Regions from separate parts of the Mus musculus genome. Here all the other regions are linked to region 1. A link is a contact called in public Hi-C data. All regions are on one chromosome and are shown on one strand. The core of a region is the stretch at or near the end of the contact, and the rest is flanking DNA. Distances in the headings are between cores, read along the strand shown. Region 1 has its middle 72 kb from the start of Mir680-3. Region 2 has its middle 87 kb from the start of Gm40388. Region 3 has its middle 41 kb from the start of Agr3.

Evidence for each region. A called contact is a pair of places that touch in the nucleus more often than the background predicts.
Region 2: a Hi-C map of bone marrow-derived macrophages shows a contact between it and region 1, with 14 read pairs. The contact joins two enhancer-like sites. A contact is called at or near these places in 1 of 15 datasets of contacts at CTCF or cohesin (the NIH/3T3 cell line) and 2 of 484 Hi-C or Micro-C datasets (bone marrow-derived macrophages and embryonic fibroblasts).
Region 3: a contact with region 1 is called in a Hi-C map of bone marrow-derived macrophages, with 14 read pairs. The contact joins two enhancer-like sites. A contact is called at or near these places in 1 of 15 datasets of contacts at CTCF or cohesin (the NIH/3T3 cell line) and 1 of 484 Hi-C or Micro-C datasets (bone marrow-derived macrophages).

Annotation. Positions count from the first base shown.
Region 1 is chr12:35,265,885-35,268,584 of GRCm38.p6, reverse strand. No RefSeq gene overlaps it. Among named protein-coding and RNA genes, the nearest start is that of Mir680-3, 72 kb to the right of the region's middle. Within about 2 kb of position 1,369, at least 20 of the 459 cell types and tissues checked have an H3K27ac peak or open chromatin away from gene starts, as enhancers often do. A contact at or near this core is called in bone marrow-derived macrophages, where this site is marked.
Region 2 is chr12:35,832,425-35,835,124 of GRCm38.p6, reverse strand. No RefSeq gene overlaps it. Among named protein-coding and RNA genes, the nearest start is that of Gm40388, 87 kb to the right of the region's middle. Within about 2 kb of position 1,329, at least 100 of the 459 cell types and tissues checked have an H3K27ac peak or open chromatin away from gene starts, as enhancers often do. A contact at or near this core is called in bone marrow-derived macrophages, where this site is marked.
Region 3 is chr12:35,883,636-35,886,335 of GRCm38.p6, reverse strand. No RefSeq gene overlaps it. Among named protein-coding and RNA genes, the nearest start is that of Agr3, 41 kb to the left of the region's middle. Within about 2 kb of position 1,250, at least 32 of the 459 cell types and tissues checked have an H3K27ac peak or open chromatin away from gene starts, as enhancers often do. A contact at or near this core is called in bone marrow-derived macrophages, where this site is marked.

The sequences.
Region 1 (2,700 bases), core at 120-2,619:
ACTTGGAAGATTTATTCTGATAGCGATGGGTATTCTGCATGACAGGGTGTCATATGACTATCTCTATATTTTCTTTGAATTGCATAGAAAATTAAAACTACTAGTTATAAAAAAAATCGTTTTAAATTTATGAAAGAATAAAACTTTTCTCCTCAAGTCTGTGGGGTATGATGTACTATGTGGTGTAGCTAGGAGCTCCACAGACTACACTGAAAGCAAGACAAGTACACAGAAGACAAAGATTCTCAGTACAACCCAGTACACTCTGCAGGAGAGAGATTCTAGTTAAGATGGGGTGCTCTTAACCAAGTGAGTCATTTAAGGGCAGCTCTGCATTCTGCAGCCAGATGGAGCCAAAATTAATCCCAGGTCGAGGAAAAGCGGGAGCCAAGACATGAGGTCCAGTTACTGTGAATTTGGGACCAGACTGTGGGGGTTACTGGTGACTTCTCCTCAGGGTCCAGTTCTCTAAACTCATAACTTATCTGGGACAATGGGCTGTTTTTCTCACTGCCAAGAACAACTCTTCCTAAACAGTGAGCTGGGTTTTTTTTTTTTTAAATCATGGTTTGGATATTTTAACATAATTTTCTGGCATATCATTAATTGATTGTAATACATTGCTCTGTGGTTTCCATCTATTTGAATGCTAATTGTACTAAAAGTAAGAAAAAGAAGAAAAATGCCTAACTATGCAGGATCATTACATTGAAGGAGGGAACTTGGAAAGTTACAGGTTAGCACATAATAATAAAGAATTTAAAGAGGGGAGAGAGATGAAGTGTCTAATTTATGATTATTTGAAATCTTACAGATCATTAGAATACATACTAATTTAATCGTGAAAATTTCAATGCAGGTACCATTATGTTCTCCTCTTTAGATGTGAGGAAACTGAGACACAGAGTAAAGACTTGTCCCATCAACAGCAAAGCCAGGACTGGCTCTCTGCCTGGTGGATGTAGACTTATGTATCTGGTTATTAACCACTGCTTTCTAGCCCTCCCAATGCAGACACCAGCTGAGTCAAAGGCAGAATGGAGGTTCCAGATTCCAAATTCTCAGTCCTTTCCGCCACAAAGTATCTGTTTATCCTCAGCCTGTGCAGGATTTCATCACCGCATCTCTGAGGCAGCTGGCTATCTTTGTAACAGAATTCTTCTTCCTTTACTCCTCACAATTTAGAGTGGTGTTCCCCGGTTTCACAGATGGAAAATTTTCTCCCAACTACACTCATTTTACAAACCACTACAACCAAAGCACCAGGGGTTAAAACCACAACAAAAAAAGCCTCAGCAACATGCATCTCTTCCACAAGGAGGGAGAGAGAATGCCAGCCGCCAGCCACCAGCCACATGTGACTTCTGCTTTCCTTTGTCCTGACAATGAGTAGCTAGAAGGCAAGCTGACAGCAGGCATCTGTGCAACTCATTTTCAGAACAAACACTGGGTACGGGTTAACTTTATGACCATCTCCCTGTTGAGGGGGCCAATGCTAAGGAAGACAGGAGACCTTCGGCACATTCCTTGCTGGAGCCTGCTGTTTCATCCTTGCTTAACAGGATATTGAAGAGAATGCTTCCTGGAATGGGTATCTAGGCTCTATAGTTGAAAAGAGTAGTATTAATATTTAGAGAAAATACCGCCATCTGTCATGACTTAAGAGGCAGCAAATGCAAGATTCCTACAGTCAGTCTCAGCAAAAAGGAACTGTCTCAGCCTTAACTGGACTCCAACATCAGCCCGGGGCTTGCCACACTACCGATACCTGGGGCCTGCCTCCCTGAGAGATCTTTAGCTCATCTCTGATGCCATCTTGGGAAATGTGATACTTTTGAGCATCCCAGTTCAATCACAGGAATGATTGCAAGGATTACTTGGAAAAGGGAAGAGGGTGGGAAACATGGAAGGCTGTGTTGGTATTCTTCTCTGGATGGTTTGATAACTAGGAAGGCATTTTGGGTTCCAGGAGGAATTTCTACAAGGAAGGATGCTATCTGCAGTTATCAACAGCCATGGGGCTAAAAGGAATGGGAGTATATGGAAAGGGAAGCTATGTTCCTAAAACCTAAGTGGACTGTGCAGAAGTTCACTGTTTTCTGCTGCTTTCCATGGTCATTTATGCAAGCAGGCTGCTTACCAGGGGCTGACCAAACTCTAGTTAGTGGCTGCAAGAGGCTATAGCTGAAAGACTGTTTGTGGAGCCAACATACAATAGCCAGTAGAAGTTAAATCATTGAAGTGTCCTAACTTATATTTGACATATCATATAGGTCATTTGTATTCCAGCTTTCCTGGTTGCAGGCAGTTTACTGAGCAGGACTCAGGCACTGTCCTCACACACTCTCTTTAATTCCTCCTTATCCATTTAAGAGAAGAGAGTTTGAAAAATCCACATCCTCAACTTCACTTCAGTTTTATGCCTCAAATATTATTCAGTTCTGATTCAGGATCCCATGCTTGCCCAGTTGAACCGTAAAATTTGTAATTACAGAATTATAAAGTAAAGGAAGTGTTTGGGAAACAGAACTCATGTTTGTCTGTAACTTGGGATGTGCTTGGCAGAGACAGGACTTATTTTATTTCCGTATCAAGCCTGTTACTGTCAGGGAAGAAAATGAGCTGCATGAATCACAGCTTTCATGCTTACTGAATTGGGTCCCATCTTTCAAAGTATTTTAATAAGCCTGCTTCCTCCTA
Region 2 (2,700 bases), core at 80-2,579, 570 kb before region 1:
GTTGTTCTAGTAGCATGGAGGGTGAGGGTGGTGAAGACACAATGAGTTATCTGGGAAGAAGACTTTGGAGACCAGCACCAGAGTGCAGATCTAGGTTAATTCAGGATTTCACTGGCATATGTATACATACTTCATTCAGTCAGCTATAGTCCAATAATCTTGAATGGTGTGCAACTGTGTAATGTGAGGGTGTACGTGAGGAACAGCATGTCCTAGCAGTGTGTTTGTGGACAGAGGGCAGGAAGCAGGCAATGCCCTGGGCTTGGCACCATTTTGTGTGTCTCTGGTATGTCGGACCCCATTATGTGTCATGTACTTCTGGAGACTCAGGTCTGCTCAAGCAGCTGGAGGAACCGGTTGTGCTTCTCACATCTTCTGTCTTTTAGAGACACCATCTGGACAGAGACTGTGCCCTCAGACCCTGCTGAGGTTGAAAACAAAACAAAAGAACCCCAAGCCCCAATTCTCCCAGCGTTTCCTTCTTTGTCCCCACCAAACTATCATTGAGTCACATTTTGAGAACTCTTGCTTGCCCAAGCTGCACTTTTTCTACTAGGAAATGCAGTTAATGTGAAGCCATTTGATGATCTTAAGAGTCCCTAGAGGATGTGGGGTTGCTCCCCACTCCAGGCCCAGCCAAATCAGACCCTTGACTGTATTGACGAAATGTCTCTCTCCTCTTATCTTGTTGGTTTAAGATAAGCTGATACAGAATTGGATCTACATTTTTCAATGCTGTTAAAATTGGTTCTAAGTCGGGGAACATGTTACCCTTTTACCACCCAGAGGCAAACAAGTTCCAGAAGAGGAGCAAGCCAGTGGTTGACGTTGTGCTCCTCAGTATTCTAGTACTTGGCTTTCAGTATCAAGGTGCAGCAAGCCGCTGGCACTCCATCCATGGCTTCTGTCTTCTAGGAAGGAATAAGACATTTTCTATGGAGATAATGTCATCCACTTTGTCTAGAACTTCACAAGATGGCAGTAAGAGAACAAATCATACAATATTTGAGCAGGTTAGTTTTTCACGCTAGTGAAATTGATTTAGATTACTTAGGATAAGAACAGCTACTTGGTGATGCAGACTCATCTCTCCCATGACTGAAAGAGGCTAAGTAGGCATTCTCCTCTCCTCTCTTCTCCTCTCCTCTCCCCTCTCTTACCCTCCCTTCTCCTCCCTTTCTTCTCTTTCTTAAGAATGTCTCATGTAGCTCAGTCTGCCTCCAACTTTCCATGTAGCCAAAGATGCTCTTTGACTTTTGATCTTCTTGCCTTTACCTCTCAAGTGCTGGGATTAAAGGGGATCAAGCTCAGGGTGTTGTGCATTCCAGGCAAACATTCTACTCACCGAGCTATAGCCCCAGCCCACAGGCATTCTTTCCTTATATCCTTTGGTCTTGTATTTGCCCTAAGGAATAAATCTCCTGTTTTTGACCATTGTTTTTGCTGCAAAAACTACGAATAAAGCCGCTCTACTGACTATAAAAATGTAGAGATGTTTCATCTGGAAATTAGTCTTGTTAGCCTACTTTTCTGTTTGTTTTTGTTCCTGTGGTCTGTGTATCCACAGAGCATTCTTCAGCTTCCTCATTTCCCTGCTCCTCTCTAGAGATTGCTAGTTACTCAGTCAGAACAGCCTTTTCTCTGCCTTGCAACCAGAATGAGTCACACTCACTTCCAGATTCTTGAATCATAGGGTTATGAATCTTTTACTTCTTGAAAAATCTTCTCCTGTAAGTTTTCAAGAGGGAGCATTTAGTAAGCAATTTTCTTTCCTGCTAGGTCCTTGCCCTGTTCCCAAGCCATGTGATTTGTCTAGAACGTTGCCTTTTCTTTTCTAATGTTGGGTGCATGACTCCAGTTCACCTCTTCTGTTTTCATCTCCTGTCTAGTGTTGCTTCAAGGATAGTAAACAACTCAACCAAACTCTTTTACTGAGACTGTTGCCAGGGGCATTGCAGATCTTTCCCACCCCCACATACAGGGGGAGGGAGGATAGGGAGTAGATGACCTCATAGGTGGCAAAAGAGTTATAGAGCAGGTGGGGTGAAAGCATTCTTAAGCAAAGCCTTCCAGTGTCTGCTTACTAGTGCTGCTGAAAGAGGCTGAGCTCTGAGTAGACATCCCAGGAAAGGATTAGACTCCAGGAGAACTAATCTCAAGATTTCTCTGCTTCTTTTCCTCATCTCAGTCCATAAACAACCCAGAGAAAATGGATCAGAACATGACTGCACTTCTGGGAAAGGGAACAGCAGAATGGGACATGGATCAATTAGTTTGAGAGGAGTATGAGGAACGGCATGTTTATAATATTTGGAAGGAAGTTAACATCAGTTAGTAATTTCTCTGTTCCCCAGAACGTGATCTTTGAACAACTCTGAAGGCAACCAGTTCTCCAAGATTAGTAAGGACCCTGATCTAATTAATCTAAAGTTAATTATTATTTAATTTACATGGCAAAGGAAAGGAGGAGGAATTTTACACTTGCCACTCGTGGTAGGTGTATATATGTTCTGTTCTGTTTCACCCTACACAGAATTTGTAATAAAGAAAGAAGAGATGCATTTTCAAAGCTACAACTGTGTAAGGGCTATGGAAATATAAAGAAACTGGAACAAAGTCCCTATTGTATAGGAAATATTCAGGGAAAACCAGTTAACTGTGGCTGTTGTTGATAATGCTGTTCACACGCCTGCTGGGGGA
Region 3 (2,700 bases), core at 1-2,500, 620 kb before region 1:
GGTGTATGCAAGAACCCGTGGTATCGGATCTCCTGGAGCTGAAGTTATGTGCAGCTGTGAACCATATAACTTGGGTGCTGGGAATCGAACTCAGATCCTCAGAAAGAGCAGCAAAAGAGCTCCTAACAGGTGCTCCATCTTTCAGATCATACGTTTTTACTTGTTTCTACCAACACTCCTCTCTTAGACACAGGACTAAGAACGATTTATTCTTTACTAGAATAAAGGGGATAACTAATTAAATAACTAACGAATAAGTTAAAAAATGGTCACCCATTATTGACTCTTCTAAGGAGTCCATCCGTGTTATGTTTCCTCAAAGAACTCAGGGCCGTTTAGATTCTCTCCAAGCAAAGAGAGATCGTTTCTGCCTTAGAATAGGAAGAAGCAATGGTGACCACAATCCCCAGGATCAGAAGACCATAGAGTCATGGTAAGTTTTTAAAGTTAATAGAAAGGTAACTTCAGTGTTAAAATGGGGCCAAATAGGGATAATGGCTGCCGGGCGCCTTTGGGCTTTCCTGACTTCTCTCAGCTGCTCTCTGCTACATCCTGATGGAACCAGATCGATGACTGTGCACAGATTGCACATGCAAACATTTTCACTTGGCTCCCGACAAGAATTAAACAAACATCAACGGATGCCTAACATGTTTTCTTGAGGGCTTTTCTAGATTTTCATCGGAGGCTACGAGTTTCGTTAAAACATTCATGATTTCACTGTGCGATTTTTTTTTTTTTTCGGAAGAGCTCAGCGGAATGGGCAGACTGGGAGTTCCAGAGACTGGGAGCCAGAACTTGGAAGTCACTGTCCACCTTAAAACATCCACTGGGAGGGGAGGCGTGCAGGTGGGGCTGTGTCTTAGTTGCTGTGGTTTACGGGTGCCACAGTTACTTTTCCGCTGTTCTCTCTTCCAACACCGCTCGAACTCTCTTCAAGCTGCTTCCCTTTTTAAGACCCTGTTTCTCGCTTCCCCTTCCCTCTGGTTCCTCCCCGTGTTATTCCTCCCTTCCCCCAACCTTATTTTTGTGACTTTTCCCTCATAACAGACTCATCCCCTGCTCTGCTTAGAAACTAGTCTTTTTGTTTTTCTATGGGTCCCACTGCTTTGCTTTGCAAAGAACTGGGAATTTGTTTACACAGTTATGTTTGCACACTAAAAGCCTGCTTACTTGAATTGGCTCCCACTGTGAGACAACCTCCACTTCTGCTGCTTACATTTTTCCTACACAGGAGACATTCACAGGGCACCCAGCTGCACAAGGTGGCGCTATGTGCTCACCGACCACACATTCTAATAGTAGCTTGGTCTTGATCAGAACAAAGCTCTTTGTTTTTGTTTGCTTGTTTGTTTGTTTTTTTGTTTGTTTGTTTGTTTTAAAAAAAGAAAAGCAGCATTCTCATATAGGCAGAAGATGGCAATGTTTCCTGTTCTCTGACATGTTTCCTCAGTGTGTGTGGAGTTAATTATTGCTCCTTGGATGTGGGCTTGCAGTCTCAAACCTCCTATACCCCTTTTAGAAATGTAAAGCTCTAAAGAGAGATCCATTTGCTGGGTGCAGTTGCCCCTTTAATGTCAGCACTTGGGAGGCAGAAGCAGGCAGATCTCCAGGAGTTTGAAGACAGTCTGGTCTATATAACAAGCTCCAGGTCAGCAAGGCTATATAATGTCTCAAGGAAAGAAAAAAAATAATGATAATTACTTTCAGCAAATTGTTTATATGAAGGTCGAAATATAAATGCCAACAGTGGCTCCTCCTTAAACCTCTTCCTTAAACTACCAAAACTACTGCTGACCCATAGGTTTTCCCATTTCTCTCTAGGCATGTCCTGGATAAAACTTGGACCTCACACTTCCTCAGATCCCATCAGCTTCTTCACCCTGAAACTCCCACAGTGGACCGCCTACCCCCACCCCAAGAAGACCCAGAGAACTGTCACAGTGTTGTGGGCTCCCATTCCCATACTACATGGGTGGCACAGGCCAATTCTTTTGCTTCTCCTGCAGTGCTTAATTATACACAGACTGAAGAGCTAGGGATCGGAGGAGTAGAGATACCCAGAAGGCCCATTTTCAATAGCTAGGGTCTGAAAAGACGTCCAGGACATGATTACCACATGGCCCTGGTTGTCTGACTCATAGAGTACACTTTGTGGAATGTTGACTTAGTAAAGAAAATTAAAAAATAAAAATAAAAACCATTGGATTTCTCAGGGATTGAAGATTAAACAAAGTAATAAAGACATATATTTATAATAACAGTATAACAAGCCACATTATTGCATATGCTAGAGTTTATATAAGTCAAGTAATAGATTTGTAGGTAAGTCACAATGCCAAACAAGATCATGCAAGCATGTTATGTGTTACGAACCAGGATTAGTTCCCTGGGGCCTCTGATTTGTGGGACTTCCTCATAGCGCTCAGCTGAGGTGCTGCATGCCACCTGTGCTGAGGCTTGCCTCTGCTACACAGTTTCCAGGGTCTTGTCAATAAGTACTGACATGTTCATGCCATGCTAACCTGTGCAACAGTTTTCTGAGGGACCTGAAAGCAGGAAGAAAAACAGACTGATAAGAGAGTCCATAGAACTACTTACTCACAGTGAGGCAATTAAATTAAAAAGGCAACACGTAACAGAACTAAACAATGTCCAATGGTTGAACATGGCTTAACGGAGAGAGGCACCAATATTATC